Regions from separate parts of the Mus musculus genome. Here region 1 is linked to region 2. The links are chromatin contacts, called in public targeted proximity ligation maps. All regions are on one chromosome and are shown on one strand. The core of a region is the stretch at or near the end of the contact, and the rest is flanking DNA. Distances in the headings are between cores, read along the strand shown.

Evidence for each region.
Region 1: a contact with region 2 is called in a targeted proximity ligation map of pancreatic cancer cells. A contact is called at or near these places in 2 of 39 promoter capture datasets (liver and neutrophils), 5 of 130 datasets of targeted methods (bone marrow-derived macrophages, embryonic stem cells, large pre-B cells and 2 more) and 1 of 9 other capture datasets (adipose tissue).

What each region holds. Positions count from the first base shown.
Region 1 is chr19:29,602,725-29,605,721 of GRCm38.p6, forward strand. Ric1 (RAB6A GEF complex partner 1) reads left to right here. Exons shown (of 26, transcript NM_001081319.1): 25 at 1-56; 26 at 1,137-2,997. The coding sequence ends at 1,425. Among named protein-coding and RNA genes, the nearest start is that of Ermp1, 44 kb to the right of the region's middle.
Region 2 is chr19:29,046,578-29,049,355 of GRCm38.p6, forward strand. Ak3 (adenylate kinase 3) reads right to left here and starts at 1,384. Exons shown (of 5, transcript NM_021299.2): 1 at 1,102-1,384. The coding sequence starts at 1,252. It overlaps 1700018L02Rik (RIKEN cDNA 1700018L02 gene), which reads left to right and starts at 906. Exons shown (of 1, transcript NR_028360.1): 1 at 906-2,152.

The sequences.
Region 1 (2,997 bases), core at 132-2,631, 560 kb after region 2:
TTACAGAACATAAAATCAGGGCTGCAAGCAGTGGACCGCTGGGCCTCTACAGACTGGTGAGTGAATGCTGCTTTCCATAATAAGCATGGTATCCTTTGGCGAATGATGGCTTTGTCACATTAGGACCATTATAACTGCCAGGTAGGTAGCACATCCCTTAAGTCCCAGCACTTGGAAGGCAGAAGCAGGCAGACCTCTGTGGGTTTGCGGTAAGCCTAATCTAAATAGCAGGCTTCCCGTCATCCAGAACTGCATATGATACCTGTCCCAAAAAAGCAAGAACTTAAAGTTCACTCATTTGGACAGTTTTAAGTTTATGGAACTTAAAAAATACTTTCATACTTATGTTTTAAAGTAGTTTTCCTTTAACCAATTTGTACTCAGGCTCTTGAATGGGTACTGTCCATTGAATAGCTTATAATGTTGGTTAGTTTATAACGTGAACATATAATGCTGGCTTAAAATTTATGCCATACAAGTGGTCATGAGGCTAGAACTTAGATTGGTAGTTCTGTGGCTAAGTATTCAGAAAGACAGGTTATGTAGTCTATGTAAATGTCAAGGCTCCATGACAGCTACTAGCATCTCCCAGTTAGAAGCAGCAGGTGGGAGTGAGGTCCTGTCCTTGTCAGCAGTCAAGTATAGATTTGAAGCTCTTTTCTTCCCTTAGATCTGGTTTTCTGTAATTGCAAAATGAGTTTAAGTTAGATACTTTGCAATGATCCCTTAGAGTCTAAAGTCTTTCGTTCCTTGTTTCTTATTGTGCACTTAACCAAGTTGTGCTTGTGGGTACTTTGCATTGGTACTTGTGCACATGTGCAAAAGATAAAGGTCGGCTTCTGGTGTCATTTCCCAGGAGCTATTGACTTTGTTGTTTAAGACGGATCTCTCCCTGGGACCTGGGGCTCACTGATTGGGCTAGGCTGGCTGGCTGTCCAGCATGCCTCCAGAAATCCTATCTGTGTCTTGTCAGCACCAGCACACCAGCTTTGTCGGTGGGTCCTAGGGATCGAACTCAAGACCGCGTGCCTGCACAACAGGCACTTTATCAACTAACAGCCATCTCCTTAGCTAGCCCCTCTATCAAGTCTTTTGAATTATAGCAGATGACAGCTAATTTTTCCCCCTTTACTCAGCCCTGGATATAAGCCATTTTTAAACATCATTAAGCCACAACTGCAGAAGCTCAGTGAGATAACAGAAGAACTGGTCCAGCCTGACACCTTCCAGCCAGTAACAGTGGGTAAGACTCCTGAACAGACCAGTCCCCGGGCAGAGGAGAACAGAGGCTCTTGCAGCCATGGGAGCATCTCTCAGAGTGAGCCTGGGAGTAACAACGTGGTCAGCCGGAAAGAAGAGGACACAACACAGGCGGATGAGGAGGAGCCACTTCAGGATGGGGCTTATGACTGTTCTGTGTCCTGACAGCAGTGAGCACGGCACAGCGGGCAGTATTAGTCACAGCAGCTTGCAACTGAGTCATTGTGGCCTGCCGAATGACTTAACAGGTAAAAGAACTTGGGTCAGAACTCTTTCGTAAAGTATTATAATTTAATGAACTCTTCCTCTAAATCTCTTTGACTCCTTAAAAAAAAGTGTGGTATCAAAGCATCTTTCATAAGAAAAATTTAAGCTGCAATAGAAAGTAGTGAACAGTATATAGATGCACACATGGAATATTTTGATTTTATTTACAACAGATTGGTAGTTGTAGGGATTATTCTTAACAGGAGGGATTATTTTGCCCCAAGCGAGCTTACTTTTTCACTACTTACAGCTTATATATTTTCTGGTTTAGTGTGTGTCTAGACTGGTTTTGTTTTTGTGGGGTGGGTTGTTTGTTTTTAACTTTCTTTTAAATATGTGTTAAGGTGCTGTAGCTCATCAGGTAACTGAGCTACTTGTTTGCTTCCTTGTATAGAGTCAGCGGGACTCTGATTGGTCCTTTGAATCCTACTCTTGCACAGTGTGGGTCAGTGGACAGAGACCCTTTGGCTTTGGTACTCTGTTGACTAGCAGTCCTGAATGACGGAAGCTATTTACCTGTGAGTTAATGTGCCTGTTTTAGCAAGCTTAATTTCCTACTAGATCAATGTGGGCAGAGGGTGAGGGGGTTCTTATCAATTATGCTGACACCACTAAATTTTGTATCAAAGAACTGTATCTTTTTGTGAATATTCATGTAAATATACTCAAAGGCACTGTCCATATTTTTAATGCGTGTATTATAATGTGTAAGGTTTTACGCTGGATTCTGCATGACTATACTCACTCTTGGAATAAAGACAAGACTTTTTCTTCTTTCCAAAATGAGCAGTTGTCATAGAGGAAGACAGGTTTGTTGGCCCAGCTGTAAAGTAGTGGTCATCCCACTGATCATGAGGCGGAACAGGTTTTGTGCAAATTAATGTAGTTTCTTATTTATTGCTTTTGTAAATTGAATAAAAACGGGCTTTTATGTAAATAGACTGTGGGATCCTGTATTATCAGCTACTAAAAATTAGTTTGTAAATTCTTTATTATAAAGTTTAAAAATATTTTATGTATTTCTAGATGTGACTTAAATTTTAGTTTTTCATACATTATGAAAGCAGAACTACATATTCAGTTGCTTCAGACTAAACACATACCTATCACATGTAATTCTAATTATTAATAACAGTATTACTTTAGATAGCTTATTTGTACTGTGCAATTTGAACAAGGAATGCAATGTTATTTTTTATAAAATCTTGTTTATTTTTATAACAACAATGTATTTGATGTGGACCAAATTCGTACCACCATGTAAAACAGCCTCTCTTCTAATGCAGATATAGCTTAGAAGTGGAGTTCAGCCCTCTATCCCTGCCTTTTAAACTAGAGAGATAGACGAGGTCCTCTTAGGCAGTATCTTTTAGAGGAAACCTCAGCATTATTTTGAAATTATTTCAAATTTCACCAACTAGTTAAAATTATTGAATTTAGTAATTACTGTTATTTACTTTCTACATTAGA
Region 2 (2,778 bases), core at 134-2,633:
TGTGGAGTAAGTAGATGGTAACTTGATACACTGAGGTTGTAAGAAGGAGCTTTACACAAAGACATTTCCAGAAGGAGATAGACTGTTTCTCTCCGAGGTTCTGGGCTGAGGTAGGGACTAAGAGAAAACTTTGCTTTTTACTTTATACATTTCTGTCTTCCCTCCTCTCCCTGGCCTTTACTTTCTTTTTTTTAAAACCTTGAACAGGTATTATTTCTGTGTAAATAAGCTTCAAATGAATTTTCAAAATAGGCACTAGTTTGAAATTGAAGGTCAACACTATTGTGGAGAAACACATCTAGTGCAAGCTTTTAAAAAATAGTTTACAGCTGTTAGTTGGCTGGCGCCTGGAATCCCAGCACTCACTAGGGAGGCTGAGACAGGAGGATGTCAAACTTAAGTTAAAGTTATCCTTGAATACATCGAATGACACTGTCCCAAAAAATAAATTTAAAAATGCTTTTCTTAAAATAGAACTTACCACAAACCCACCCTTTGTAAAGTGTTGGCTAGATTTTTTGTGCTGAGTTAGAAGACTTTGGAAGGAGAAACACAGCAATCGTTTATGTAACTGTTACAAGGACAACTTTAGTGACTAAGAAATGTCTGGGGGCATCAAAATCTAAGCCAACTTTGTGACTGCAATGAAAATAAGTAATACTTGACCTTGCAGAGAGAAAGGTCAGAATTACAAGATCCCACGGAGCTTACCATGGGCGGGAGGGGGGGGTGTAGGGAAAAAAAAAAAAAAGAAGCTAGCCCTGGCAGAGCCAAAGCCTGCCTTCTGCATACAAGGACACGTGGAGAGACAGGCACAGCTCCCCCCGGCTGGACCCCCACCGCAGCTGCCAGCTGTGTCGAATGAGCTTCTAAAAACAAAGCCAAGGGCTTTCCTTCAGTCTTTGAACTTCCTAGTCCTTTCCTTCCCCCTCCCCCATCTACCCGAAGCTGCCCACGGAGGCCAGAGGATTCGGGGCGCAACGGCTCTTTCCCCAGGCGAGGTCGGGGAGCGCTGCACCCGCGTCGCAGGACCCTCGACCCCGGCCCGCAAAGCCCCGCCGGGACGATCGCACGCCGCCAGCCCTCGGTCTCAGCTCCCACCTGTGCCCTGCAGCATGTTCTGGCGGAGCAGGTCCCCGCTGGAGAGGTGCTTCAGCTCGAAGTGTTTGGTGATGCGTGACGACACGGTGCCCTTGCCGGAGCCCGGGGCCCCCATGATCACGGCGCGCAGCAGCCGCCCCGACGCCCCCATGGTGGCTGGCGGTGGTCCGAGCTGCGCAGACGCTGGTCTGTGGCCTGGCCTGCGCGCTCACAGGCTCCGCGGCCCTGGAGGGCTGGCAGCTGCAAGCGGGCGGTGGCCAGGACGCCCGGCTCTCCCGGAAGTGAGCGACGGCCACCGGGGCCGCCCCGCCGGCTGCTGCACCGCCCCTCCGCGCCCCTGCACCCCACTCCCTTGAGCTCCACCCGGCGCCTCTTGGCATCCCCAGACCCTCGTGCCCTGTGCTGCCTGGTCCCAGCCTGCAGGCTGCGCCCGTCTGCATTCTCCCCAGTGGACAACCTCTGAGCACCCCGTTCTACTTCTAGTCTCCCGCTGGCACCTCTGAGTGCCTGGATTTCATTTTTTTCCCCCCTCTGTGTTCACCTTTTTCACCCTTAGTCTTTTCTAAGAGCCAAGTTCTGTCCTGCTCAGACCCAACAGGAAGCAGCATGCCCCCGTGTTGTGTCCCCTCGGCCCCTCTGGTTCACCAGGTGTTCCCCACCTTTTCACACCAATCCTCCCTTGACCTTCTTCCCTCTGCCTTTTCACCCCATTTCCTTCTCCTCCAGGGGTGACCTGGAACCCTCCTCACAGAAGCTTTCATCAAGTGAAGTATGTGTCTCATCTCCCTGAATCCACTTTCAGAACCAAAAGTAGCTGTCACCGTTAACTTCCGCAGAGGTCAAACATACTAGCTCCTTCAGAAATGCATTCATTTCAGGAAGAGCTACCCAGTGCCTACTGTGTGCCACTGTACTTAGAGGCCTCCGAGAATGCTATGCTGAACAAACCCGAGTTTCTACTGCTGTCCGTTTGTTTTCTTGCTTGTTTGTCCAGGGGTGGAAGTAAGGCTTTTTGAAACAGTACTGTGAATAAAAACAATAACAAACCAGCAGGCAGCAGTGATAGACGTCTTTAAACCCCGCACCCAGGTAGAGGCAGGCAGATCTCAGGATTCCTGGCCAGCCTGATCTACAGAGCGAGTTCCAGGACAGCATGGGCTACACAGAGAAACCCTGTCTTGAAAAACCAAACAACAACTAACCAGAAGGTGTGGGAGGGAGCAGTGATGCCCTGGCGTGGGCTCTGAAAACTGAAGTACAGAGAGGGAGAGTGAGGTACGAACGGATGCAGAAGAGAAGCGATTGAGTCTTATTTTATCTGTAAAATGGACGCAGGAGATTGGTGTGGAGTAGAACGGTGTGTGGATTGCCTGTACAAGACCAACTACAAAGTGCTCCGTAAACGTTGCCCACTGTCCGCCTGATACGGTTTCCTTGTGCCGGGCACCGGGAAAACAGAAAAGTGTCTCTAAAGGAAACACCATGTGTGCCCCCTCAAAGGCTGCCAAATGACTGGTTCAGAACTACTTGCTGTTTCCAAGTAATTATTTCGGGGGTGATGGAGAGGGTAGCAAGGTAGGTTTGCTTGCTCAGAGAGAAGACGTGGTCTCCGTGGCAAGGTGAGGCAGACATCCCTGTACTTAAAAAAGCAAATGAGTGGCTCTCCCGTTGTTATTG